Linked DNA regions of Gasterosteus aculeatus: region 2 is linked to region 1. The links are chromatin contacts, called in public Hi-C maps. All regions are on one chromosome and are shown on one strand. Each heading gives the region's core, a stretch centred on a gene start, on an enhancer-like site or on the middle of the called end of the contact. The rest is flanking DNA. Distances are from core to core; before and after follow the strand shown.

The links. A called contact is a pair of places that touch in the nucleus more often than the background predicts.
Region 2: a contact with region 1 is called in a Hi-C map of skeletal muscle, with 2.7 times the contacts expected there. The contact joins the promoter of ppp1r3aa here to the promoter of ifrd1 in region 1. A contact is called at or near these places in 3 of 6 Hi-C or Micro-C datasets (liver, skeletal muscle and whole body).

What each region holds. Positions count from the first base shown.
Region 1 is chr4:28,293,843-28,301,074 of fGasAcu3.hap1.1, forward strand. ifrd1 (interferon-related developmental regulator 1) reads left to right here and starts at 1,519. Exons shown (of 12, transcript XM_040174694.2): 1 at 1,519-1,796; 2 at 3,446-3,550; 3 at 3,771-3,852; 4 at 4,109-4,233; 5 at 4,375-4,532; 6 at 4,646-4,696; 7 at 4,836-5,014; 8 at 5,147-5,255; 9 at 5,391-5,525; 10 at 5,780-5,908; 11 at 6,392-6,487; 12 at 6,660-7,232. The coding sequence starts at 1,760. The coding sequence ends at 6,746.
Region 2 is chr4:28,422,887-28,429,158 of fGasAcu3.hap1.1, forward strand. ppp1r3aa (protein phosphatase 1, regulatory subunit 3Aa) reads right to left here and starts at 1,333. Exons shown (of 4, transcript XM_040173977.2): 1 at 1-1,333. The coding sequence starts at 561. It overlaps foxp2 (forkhead box P2), which reads left to right and starts at 4,021. Exons shown (of 18, transcript XM_078101794.1): 1 at 4,021-4,574.

The DNA.
Region 1 (7,232 bases), core at 269-2,768:
CCCTCTCCTGTGTACTTCTAACTGATTTGATTTGTATAACATGCTTGTATTTAGAAAAATACTATTAGGAAATGGGCTTTAAGTACATATTTGATAGTGAAAGAAATGTCAGTTGATGTTATTTTCTCATGTATTCCTCTTGTGTTGTCTACCTTATGCAACATAAAAGACTGTACATATTATGCAAAGCAAACAAACACATACAGTGCATTGTTTCTCAAATGACTGTCATCACAGGAGCTTATATTAACTCTAATATAAAAGTCTATAATGCAATTTATTTCTGTAGCAGAAGACTAATGATTGCGTCAGTCCTCTAATCACAGCATCCGTTGTAGATGCACACAACGGCACCAACTGCATCATAGGCCCCAATCATCACTGTGACGATTGCATTACAGAAGTAGATGATTGAATCACCTTCATAGTAGAGGAAAAGTATCACACAAGGCTATGAGTCGCAGCAGAGAGCCCTGCTGCAATCTACTCCATGCATATTTCATAGATTGTATTAGAGATCCCAACATGTAATTATGTCCAAGCAAAGCCTGACAAATAAAGGTAATAGACTGGCTTTCATATACAAAAGATCTTTAAAAAATGTTGCTGTATGCTTGAATATTATAAAAAGCCCCATTGATCAACATAAAATATACAAGTTGTAAGTTGTGCAATAGAAATAGTGCAAAGAAATAAATTCTTATTGAATAGACATTCGCTCTGTTATGTATTATTAATAAAGATGTCTTTACAATGCTTAAATGATAATCTATCATCTAATCATCGGCAGCAGTGGATATTTCGGCCTTAGTGTTGACTTAAGTGTTCATCAGTGCAATGACTAGCAGGAAAAAAGAATAATCTGTTGCAAACAAACTTATTTATAATATATATATATATATATATTATTATATATACTATTTTTTTGTTACTATTATATAATATTTACTGAAGCAACTGAACAACTTTGTTGTATTTTCTGAACAACAATGTACTGTATCTGAGTATTGTAACTGAGATAGCTTACATAGTAATGGAGTAGGCCTCAGAAGTTGGCCTCGGAAATGTATCAAAAAAGAAAGTTACTGTTACTTTTTACCATTGATTACAGCCTGCAATTATAGCACAAAAGCTATTGTAACATCAGTTCGAGAGGCTGCACATCCCGACCACCACCACATTGTAATATATGATCCATCCATCCATCCAACCATCTGCAACCACTTATCCTTCACACAGGTGGGTGGGCAGGAGTCTATCCCTGCCAACTTCGGGACACCTTGGATTGGTCGCCACACATACAACCATTCACAGTCACATTCACACACCTACGGCCAATTTATAGTCACCAACCAACCGGATCCCCAGTGCATGTCCCCAAAAAATCTAATTTAGACAGCTTCATGCTACGACTAAAACCGTAATCAGATCCACACTTCACTAAGATAACCAAATGCGCATTGTGTCCACGTTTCTGTTACACGCATCACGTGCAACAATTCTATTCCCGGATTGGTCAGAGATGCCGGAAACCTCCTCGTGACATGTCAGCCGATATAAATACTTGGAGCCGCCCTCTTCGTACTCAGCCCTGTTTTATGAGGGAAAATGTATCGTCTCAGCCAGCAGTTTATCTCCGAGATCGCCTTTAATTCCTTTCTATCCGCCGTGCCACGGGAATATTTACATTTTACGAGACAACATAGTAAAAGCTGGTCGTGTATTGGCTGATTATTGATCAAACTTAACATTTATCTGCATGAAAATGCCGAGAACCAAGAAGAAGAATGGCCGGGGTAAGTAAGCGAGCGGCCGCATTGCATTGGCCCTGCGTGTTGGCTCAAGGTAGTTGTAGTTCTCTTCGTGTTTTCACTTCGTTGAGTGGAGGTGAACGTGTTCATAGTCAGGACTACAGATATCCGAGGCTCGCTTACGTCACAATGCAAAGCTAGCTATCCGTGGTCAGACAATGCATCGCTTTTTACAAAAAGAAGGTGCCATCATACGACTGTATTACTTATATTTAATGACACACTGGTTTAATGATAATAAAGTGGTATAACCTCACTTCACATGAGCCCTTCATTATCGGCATATGCTACAAGCTAATGTCTGCTAGCGCAAGCTAATGTCCACTTCCATCTAACGTTAGCTGCTTTATTTGGAAGGAACATTTTTAAATAACACACGTGCTCCTTTTGACAACTTGCTTTTTTTCGGATGTGATTGTTGCCTCATAGACAAACGAATAACTCCCTGTAACGTTAAGTCTCCAAGGCATGTATTATGTTAAGTTAGCTTAAGTAAGGTCGTCTCGTCTGAAGATTAACCTCAATTAATCTTTGGCTGAATTTGTGACGTTTAACTAGCACAGACGGCAGATAACCCTTTGCCTAATTTGTTATTACTGTTTAGCGACACAAGGCGGACATTTTGGCCTCAGGGGAGCAGATTGGTAAAGAGGCAGCGCCCGGTTCCCAGAAATCAGCTGTGGTGTGTAGAGAGTCCACGTGAACAACAGAAATAGCCTCCATTAGGGGGCTAAAATGGCCCTTTAGAAACAGCCCAGGATTCCTTCCTAGTGCCTCCATCGTGATCGGAGGTACTACAGTGCTCTTTTTTTTTTTCATGGATGGGACTTCTTTTAAGAGCTGTTCTTGCAGTGATGCGCTTTACCAGCATGTCTTCCAGAGGTTAATTCGGGTCATTCAGAAGAGACGGACGCCTGCTGAATCTGTGACTGTGGAAGCAATACCTCCCACAGGCTTGTTTTTCTGTGCATGGTGTCTAACAACTAATGCAATCAAAGCTTTTTAGTTTTGAAAAATGAACAGACTGGTTCACAGCTGGGGATCAGACTCTTTTAAAATATTAAGCACAGGCTGGCAACAGTGCACGTATTGAGTGCCTTTGCGTTTTTCTGCGTGTTCCTGTTCAATAATTTGAACAGGAATTTTAACATTTCCTTCCTGGACCAGTGATCACGCCTCTGATTTGGCACAGACTGGTGAAGAGCTGAAATAACTTCCTTCCTTTGCTCTTTGGACGATTCCACAACTGTTTTTCCATTCGGTCGTTTTGCCCCCAAAGGTGTTTACTGTAGCGGAGAGTCAAAAGCTTCTCCCAAAAAATCTGTTCTGTTGACCCATGAGCCTCCAAGCTGAACCCAGTGTTGTGTTTACCCAGTCAGCAGGAGCGTGGGTTGCCCTTGACACTGGCGACGTGGTGCCTTTTCATAGGAGGTAGCAGACAGATAAGGCATGCAAAGGAAAGGAATATAGATTAGAAAACTTCATTATTGTGCTACAGTACCTGTGTGCAGCCTTGGTTGCATAATGTGCTCAGCCAAACCAGCTGCACTCTACAAACACACTTCAAATGATAAGGGAAATTCTATTTTTTTTTTTTTGTGCTTATTGTTTTCTTTTCCATCTTTTGTTTACAGGGGGGCCACATGGACATGTGCATCCTTTCAGTGATGAGGATGCCTCCATTGAGACCCTCAGTCATTGCAGCAGCTTCAGTGACACCGCCAGTGTCGCAGATGAAGGTTTGTTTGTTTGTGTCCAATTGGTTGTATCCTACATCGTTGGGCAACTTATTGAGTGAAGCTGGCCGATGTTTCTTGAACACAACCTCCTAAAAGTTGTATAACTCTGGCATAGAACTGCAATTCGTCCATTTTTTCCCCCCCCGAGACCAGTGGCTCGTATCAATACTGCAAAGCATATCAGGCAAATGTCCACATCTACATCTTGTGGCGTTTCCAGGTGGAGAGGCCAGTGAGGACACGGCTCAGGAAGATTTCCAGTACAAGCTGAAGGGCTTCATAGACAGCACAGTTGATAAGAGGTGAAAAATAAACTGCCTGCTTTTTAACAGTCAAGGTCCACTTGTTATCGAAGACTGCAAACAGTTCTTTTTGGCCCTTTCTAGTTCACTCCATCAAGCCACAACTGTTGTATTTCATTTCTGGGTTGTTAAAACTGCTGTAATCAGTTTAACTCATAGGGTCCTCATCCACCTATTGGCTAAACCAGAGGATATTTAGCACATGCACTTACCATGTGTTATTGCAATATTGATTTGTTTATATCCGTTTCCTCAGTGCTAAGACCAGACAAGGGGCACTGGATGGGCTTAAGACAGCAATGGCCACACGGATCCTGTATGAATTCATCTCAGAGAGAAGGATGACCGTCACGGACAGCATTGAACGCTGCCTTAAGAAAGGTACAAGGAAACCTCATTCAAATGTTCCTTCAACGGCCTCACCCCACTTCCTAATGCATTGTGGGGTTTTTTTAGGCGCCTTTTTCTAATCGGAGTTTGTCTCACGGTGCTGAAATTCTGGGTGTAAATTCTCCCCCTCAGGCAAAGGCGAGGAGCAGCGAGCAGCAGCTTCTTTAGCCTGCCTGCTGTGTATCCAGCTGGGCCCGGGCATCGAGAGCGAAGAGGTGTTCAAGACCCTAAAACCCATCTTCAAAAACATCCTGGCAGATGGATCAGCCAGCATTCAAGCCAGACAGGCTGTGAGTACCTGATGTATTGTAGCTGTCTTCTCCCTTTTTTCTTTTTTTTTTTTTTGAACCTGTATGCGCTGTGGAAAGTTACCTGAACAAATTTCTGTTTACCTTTTTTACAGGTTGCGACAAGTCTGGGCCTCTGTACTTTGGTTGCAGAAGATGACATTTTGGTATGTTTTTGATCTCTTCTGGTATTGTCTGCAACATACTGCCTTGACAGCATGTTGAACTCAAAACAAGCCTCTACCGATTGATCGTAAACATGTCATTTGAGACGACTTGTGTATCTCTGCTGCTTGCTCCCTCTAGGACGTGCATGCTAGCATGGAGTGCTTTGAGAACCTGTTCACCCGGTCCTATGCGAGGATGGATGGTACCTGTCCTCTGATCAGCCCCCAGATGAGCCAGCTCCACACCAACGCCTTGCTGTCCTGGGCCCTGCTGCTCACTATTTGCACCGCCAACCAGCTCAAAGACATCCTGCACAAGTAAGACACATGGTTTGAAAGTCTTTGGGAGCTTAGCATGAACTAAACATTATTTGGAAAAAAGATTAGCTCTGAAAAAATGCAAGAAAAATTTTTTTGATCATTTGGATCGCATGTGTTTTTGTCATGCAGACATCTGCCTAAATTGCCAAGATTGCTGGAAAGCGACGATGTCAACATGAGAATTGCTGCAGGGGAGACGATTGCTCTGCTTTTTGAGTTGGCCAGAGACCTGGACTCGGTAAGTTAAAGTTCTTTTAATCTTTCCTTTTATTTCAATCCATTTGTCTGTCCAGTGTGGTACCTTCCTTCTTTTTTTTTTTTCTTTCTTCTTCGTCATAAATGCAACAATTCTTTCGGTGGCACTTTTTTTTAGGAGTTTGAGTTTGAGGACTGGGAGCAGCTTTGTGATAAACTGAACGCGCTGGCCACAGACTGTAACAAGCACAGAGCCAAGACGGACAAGAGGAAGCAGCGGTCGGTGTTTAGAGACGTACTCAAGGCTGTTGAGGTGAGTGTTTGGGAGTCCTGCTGACCAGGCCTCGGTTTGCCTGCTTTTTCACTGACTTTTTGTTTCAAAAACAAATGTTATGTTGTTATGTTATGTTTCATCGGTCTTCGCCTGAACGCCTTCGAGTTAAAAAAAATCCAGACATTTATTTCTTTTTTTTCTTTTTTTTTTTTAGTTGACAGAAATAACTACTTCCGAAGACTGCGTTTTACTACTACTGCATTTTAAGATTTTTTTTTTTTTTATTCTTCCAGGAGGGAGACTTCCAGTCTGAGGCCATTCGCTTTGGGACGGAGCGCATGACCATCGACAGCTGGGTCCGAAAGAGGATGTATGATGCTTTCAGAGAGTTTGTGGGCTCTGGGATGAACTACCACTTACAGGTATTATTTATTAAGAATTCCCCTTTCAATGAGGACCAATATCAGTAATAAGACTCCACAACAAACCCCCAAATTTCAGTGCACACAAGTTGACATTTCAATTGCACTGCAGAATCCCGTTTGGGCGGGTTTGGTGTGTAACAGGAGCTCTTTTCTCCTGCCTTGACACAGCACTAAAAGACAATGAAGATCTGTGGGACTGCCTGATGCAAGAGACAACACTTGCGTCTTGATTTAGGATAATGTTGCAGATGAAAAAAAGTAGCTGGTTGGAAAGTAGTCGCCACTCTGGCTGGAAGCCAGTGCGCGTGGAAAAAGTGCAACATTTCGCGAGTGAACCTATTTCAGAGCAAAGAACACAAACGGTATCTAAAATTGGCAAGCTAGTGTCTCGCAGTTTTCGTGTGATGCTTGTATTGTGTTGCGCTGACTGTTGCTAGAAGTATTTTGTCTCATGTGTTTTTTTTCCTCACATCTCTCAAGGCCAATGAATTCATCCGAGACGTGTTCGAACTGGGTCCGCCTATGTTGGTTGATTCCGCCACAATGAAGGCCATGAAAATCCCTCGCTTTGAAAGGGTATGTGTCTATATGCACACCAAAAAATGATCCTATTGTGTTTAAAAGTCTTTCATTTTATTTATTATTATTATTTTAAATCTTGTGGCATGACAAAGTTATCACATCAAACATACACTGTATAATTAATTAAATCTAAAACCACAATACGTCTTCCCTGTCTCTGTTACAGCATCTTCACAACTCTGCTGCGTTCAAGGCTCGGACCAAGGCCAGAAGCAAGTTCAGGGACAAAAGGGTGGATGTTGGAGAGTTTTAACTACATATATATATATATATATATATATATATATATATATATATATATATTTCTTTTTTCCTCACTCTTAACACCTTATTTATCAGGCTTTGCTGCTTTTTAGGTTGACAGTCACAACTTTGTCCTTGTGATTCTCCCTCCAAATCAAACCATAGATTTTGCGTAGAGTGTAAATGTCTCCCCACGTCAACAGTGGCGTTGTACATGAAGTGTATATTTGTCAGTATTCTTGATGCAGCCTCTGTTTCTTTGAACTTAAGTTATGTCGTTTCGTCAACATTTATCTTACACTATTCATGTGTAGTTGTTTCATAGCGATGTGAAGACGCATGCTGTTACTCATCTAACCCCTTAATGAATTTATATTGTGTCACTACCATTATTACCAAGAGCAGGTTACTTCTGTAGAACCACTGTGAATATTGTGACGTCTTTTTAGTTTTGGGTATACAAGCAAAAAAGGTGATGGTGAAATAAAATAAAAGT
Region 2 (6,272 bases), core at 83-2,582, 130 kb after region 1:
CTCGATGCTTTCGAGCTCAACCATCTGCTCTCGCAGCCTCTGTTCTAGCTCCTCTGGGGACGAGGGGACCGTGAAGAGACAGGACACGTAGAACTCCTCCGGGTGATGGGTGGCCTCGTTTTTGGTGTGCCGGTTGACTTCTGACTCCGCCACTTCGGGATTGTCGAACTCCTTGACCGATACCAGGTTTAGGCCGAACGCATCTGCGAAGGACACCTTCCTCCGAATGACCGGTGGGGGCTCCGGTTCGGAGTCCTCGTCCGTTTCCTCGTCTGTGGCGGAACCCATCGGGGACGAAGCTTCCTTTCCTCCCTCTTCCTGCTCCCCATTTCCTTGGCTTTCCACCTCCATAGCCTCCCCTTCCTCTTCCAAGGGTGGGATGTGCAGAACATCCATAATGTGCGAGGTGGGGTGGGGGGGGGGTCTGCCCGTACTGCCGTCCGTCTGGCTCGGAGGGAGGCACAGACCAGAGTGCCCCTGACCTGGCAGCAGTGGCACTGCAGGAGGGGGAGCAAGGAGAGGACGTGACTTGACGGGTGGAGTTTGGTTACAGCTGGACATTTGGAGCGTGAGCCAGGCCTATTAATAGGACACATCTAACTCGACCGTGGCAGGCCAGTTATCCTCTCAGTTATCATCGTACGACGTGTTTGGTAGTTACTCAAATAAATAAAGGGAAACGCAGCTTTTATAAAGCACTTTCAAGAACATGTTTGAAACACATGAGCGGGGTGTCTGTATTTTGTGAAAATATTCTGTGCCCCAAAATAACGATTTGTTTTTCAACAGTGTGGGTTAATTAAGAACACGATAAAGATAAGGCTGAAATGGAAGTTTTAGTATGAGTACAATGGTATACAAGGTCTCCGGGTCGTAAATCATTTTATCACTGTGAGATTTACTGTAATATGTGCATGTAAACACGTAGCTGGACATCTTTATACCAGAAGGTGGTGTTGCTCCTGGCAGGATTTGCATAATAGGAAACTAGACAGACAGTTGGTTCTCCAGACTAAAACATGTCACCATTGATCACATTCATATTATAGTTATTCTAACTTTGCACTGATATTGATTCCTAAATGAATTGTTGTGACCTCTAGCGCCATCATCAGGTCAAAATGTCCATTTGTTCAGAATTTTGTATCATGAAGAATGATTGGCATGCTAAGATATTAAACTAGGTGAAAATCAGAAAGGCACATTAGCATTTAGCTCAAAATACTGACACAATCAGGGTGGTGTGATTGTTCACATAGGCTATAATCAGTTACACACAGCAAATATCTGTAACAATGTGCTACCTTTATATAAGAAACTATTCAGTTAATGATTGTACACAGACAGGTATGAGTAACACTGTTTCAGGGGATTTCTATGATTTTATACACCTGGATCCTACAGTAAGTTGACCTGCACCCAAATGAGCTAAATCTGACCTCTGACCTCCACCTGTAGACAGAAAAGAAGAATAAAATGTTGTGTTATCATCGATGATGTCTCAGATAATTATTGCTGCTGATTCTGTGATTGAATACCTGCTGATCCTCTTGTATCATTGTGTATCATTGCAGCCTTCATTGTTCAGGTCTATTGCATCCTGCAAGAGAAGACTGGGGATTGTCCTGTTCTTTGTAGCGAGTAGAATTTGTGTGTGTGTAGATATACTGGATACCCGCATATCCAGTATATCTTGTAAATAGACTTTAGGGCTCGTTATACGATCCTTTCCAGGTAGGTGAGCCACTCTTTCTCCTCAAAGGACCCTTTGTTCCATGTTTTCTTAAAGACAAGGGTTCTATTGTTAGTTTTAATTGCACCTTTTGTCTTTAAATAGTATAAAAGAATTCTCATTTGCAACTTTGGTAAAGGCAGATGTATACAAACTAGTGTTATAAATGCTATAGCTATACAACTCTCTAAATAACTGCGAACATATTTAGGTATACATTCGTAATACTGTTACATTCATTCATTTAAAAAGTACTTAGCTGCTACCAATCAGACAACACTAGATTTAAAAAAAAATTCAATTCAAGGGTTCACAACTAGAAAGGAAGCTGACAAATGAGGGAATAACCTGCTGTGAAGACAGTAACACAGTAATCAAAAGCTGGATCAATTCCTCTTTTCAACTATCCAAGCAAATGTGTTTGCTCCAATTATTTTGTCAGCCCTTTGAATTTATTAACAAAAGATAAGTTTCATGTCTAATGTAGATCAGTAAATGGCACTGTGTGATCAGATTACAAAAGAAATCTAATATGGCAAATACCAGATTGATTAAATTTGTACTTTCCATCCCTTCGTTTGTTTTCCTCGGACACTTTTAATAACAATCAGAAGTGACCACTAGGTGGCAGCAAACCACCACATTTACGCCAAGTTTGTTTCCCCTTCGCATCCTCACCACTTCCTAGAAGCTGTTTCCTCCTACTTGTTATTTGAGGATTTTTCAATTAGCATTACGATATATGACACAAACAAAACACGAAAAAACAATAAATCAAATGATTGCATGCTAGAAACACTATACGGCTACCCCGTTTTTTTACTCGAACAACACATGAATCATCATTTACTCTTCATTTTCTTTTTTTAAGCCAGGCCAGTCTTTGGACATTATGGATTTCATGGATAGTAACGGCATATTTATATCAATAACAATCACTAATGAGGACAACTATTTTATGATTTTAGTCAATATAACTATCGGGGCGAAAACACATTCAGACGAAAGAAAAATAAATGTGGACCAATTATATTTACCACAATAAATCAGTATAAAAGTCGTTATAATCAACATGAAATATAATTTTGAATATTGATAATAGAGAGAATAAGACGGGCGTTTGTAACATGTTTAAAACGTGTCCCCCCCCCCCTTCCACCTTTCTTTCTTTCAGTTGATAATATTCTGGACAATCATTTCTTGACCGTGAACGTCTCAGCGGTTTAAAAAAAGAAGAAAGAAGACAGCAATGCCCTTTAACCGCTGTTAAATGTATGATCTACTAATACATGAATAAATAGGCTGAATTACTTTGTGAAGGTATGACAGTGGAGCGGATAAGGAAAAAAGTGCATCTCCATCTTTATAATAATGTCTTGATTTAGCCGTGATTTTATTGGACATCTATAGGGGTTAGTTGAAATGTATGTATACGTGTTTTACATTATAAATCGCAATTGTGTATGACGATCGTTATATTTAATAAGATATCACCGTTATTGATCCCCCATCATTTTACTGAATGCATACACGCGTCAATAATGTATTCATGTTTCACTGCAAACCGAATACTGTCAAATTCATTAGAAAATAAAGGCTAATTTAAAACCTGTGAACAAAAATGACAGACGTGATGCTGAGGTTTCAATCGTGCATTGAAGGATGGTGAAGATAAAGTCTGTTCAGTTTCCGGCTTTACACAATCAAAATTCTTAATTTTGCATCGATGTTATTGATATTGATTCATTCTTTTGAGTTGATTGACCAGTTTTATTAATTTAGGTATTTACAGTTTTGTAATGCCTAGAGAGTGAAATAATCCCAGTTTGGTCGCTTTAAATAAAAAGTAGTTCAATTCTTACGTTACATCAATGCTCTGTATTGTCTCTTTATGCTGTTCACGCAATTGGATGTTGTTGCAACAAAACCACTCGGTGCAAAGCTTCTTATGAACCACTTAAATTCCCGGATGCGGTGCCGGGCGCACGCAGCCTGTCTGTGGGTCGGTGGGAACCGTCCCGTTACCGGAAGGTCGCCGGTTCGCTACCCGACAGCAACGAACGGCCACCGCGCGGAGGCTCCCCGACCCAGAGCGACCGGCCCGCGGGAGAAAACACTTCTGAAAACGTTGGAAAAACGGGTAAACAAACTTTTTTATAAATTTTTTTGGGGGGATTACTTTTTGTTTACGAAGCAGGTGGCTCTGACGTCACACGGGGTCGCAGTACTCCCAAAAATAACAACACACACCTCCGCGCACAAGCGAGTGCCTTCCCCTGGGAGTGTGTGTGAGTCTGTGTGTGTGTGTGCGTGCGTGTGCGTGTAGTGGGTGGGTTCTAGTCTTAAATATACTTGCTTGCTGGGATACTGCTTGATGTGTGTTCGTAACGCAAGAAAAAAAACGAAAAAAAGAAAACAAGCCGCGTCTTCTTCGCATTGCGCGTCATTCAAACAGGACTCGGTGTACCGCTTTTCCCTCTGTTGCATTAGTAATAACAGCGGCGTTGACGGGAGACAGCAGGAGAGAGAGAGAGGGAGAGGGAGAGAGAGAGAGAGAGAGAGAGAAAGTGTGCGTCTCTCCGACCGCGGTGCCCAGCGGAGGAATACCCGTGCTTTTTTATTTACTCTGCAGCTTGTTGTTGGTTTTCATCCGCGTTATGGTGAACTTGGACGGTCACGTGTGAAAGACATCGCTGCGAACACCGGAGACGGACGGCGACTTCTCTCACCTGGCGTGTCTTTTTTCCCTTTCGGCGAGGGACAAATTCACCCCCCTCCTCCACTCCCTCTTACTCCTTCACAAAAAAAGAAAGAGGCTACCTGCCATTTTTTTCTCGTGTTGGTAAGTTTCTTTTCCCTGTCCCGGCAGCATGTCCTTTCTCTGCGCGCGCTCCCTCTTGACTTTCGTGTAATTAGGAAGTGGACCACAAGTTTGTTGTTCCCACGCGTTGTTGTCTCGCGCTCGGCAAACTGTGATTGTTTTTTTTTTTTTAGGTGTGCACTTTGTTATTTTCCACCCCCCTCCCGGGGCATATTGTGGGGTTCGGACCCTGGTTTAGGGTTCTGACACCCGCGGCGTCGCGTGCTCCGAGCGCCGCGCGCTGACTCGCGATAAACAAAAAGAAACTCCCGAGTTATTTGTCGCCCATGTGCGCCTCGGTTCGAGCCTTTTCCCTTACAGATAGCTCGCATTCCGCAGCTATTTGTATTCATCACCAAGTGATGAGTGACGTCTCCAACTAATTGAACACAAGGAGAGAAAAAAAAGTCCGTGCAGAAATGTGGTGAATTGGGTCTTATTTGGTTATTAGTAAGTGTTCTATTTTTTAATTTCGTCTCTCCACCACGAAGGAGGTATAATGTCAAATTGTATCTACATTAATTTCACTGAAAGCCATTTCAATATCTGTTTCTGTTTATTGGTTATTATAATTGTAGTATTTACTAAAACCAAGTAAACAGTGGATTAATTATGTGCAGTGCAGATGGTCATTTCCACATCAAATGCAGAATGCATATTTCATCTTTTCTTATTCATTTGTCAAGTTCTAATGCCGCTTTGAAATTCCTTTAGTGTAGCCATGGTATTTTCATCTCTGACACACAAAGGTGGTGTAGAGTTTAACATATTAATTTCTTATCATTCCTTATAATTTTTAAAAATAGCACTGTCACAGTTTGTTGAGATGAAACCTACATGCACAAAATGAATGCATACGGCATACGCTGCAGTTGTTTCTAATTATCAATGCTTTACCTACATCATCAATACCTCTGAACATCAGCGGCCAAGACCTTACCGTGCTTGTATGCTCCACTTTAATACTCCATTTTTGTCCGGATACAAACAGCGATGCTTGTTGAATATACCAGAATTCATGATGCTTGATCTCAAATTCTAACTCACCAACCAAATCAGTGAAAGCTCAGAAAGCGCTTCTGCTATTTCACAAACTGTGTCTCGCCACCGCTCTCCCGCACCGTGGCCCCGAAAAGTCTATAGATGTACCTTCTTTTTTAGGGGGGGGTAAAGAAAGGCTAACGAGGGGCACTGATGGCTGCCGAACTCTCTGGGCCTCTCATATGATCAGCTCTCACCCCTGGTTTAGTTGGAGCGAACCCCTCCTTGCTCCAGCCGCAGGGTGCACAGGTGTTCCCTCCTCAGTTATGCAGGTGTGCCCCCCTCCCTCCCCCCTCTCTCCCCCCACCTTCCTCTTGCCCTCCTCCCCCCTCTCCCCTTCACTCAGCAGGTCTCACTCCTCTTCAAAGGGCCGAGCGGGCAATAAATGCCCCTCGTGAAATATGTCGTAGACACAATCGGCCCCTTTGTTGAAGAGCTCCCTGCAATCGTTTCTTAGCAGGTTTAAAACTCGTGCATCCCTCTCTTGTGTCCCCGCTGTCCGGGCAGCGGGTGTAAAGTCACTTGCATTTTGGTGAAAACCGGATGCACTTTTACCCCCCCCCCCTCCCATCCGAGGCTGTGGGAGAGATGGGGGAGAGACTTTCCATTAGTCTCCCTCCAACACTGACCGTTGTTGGG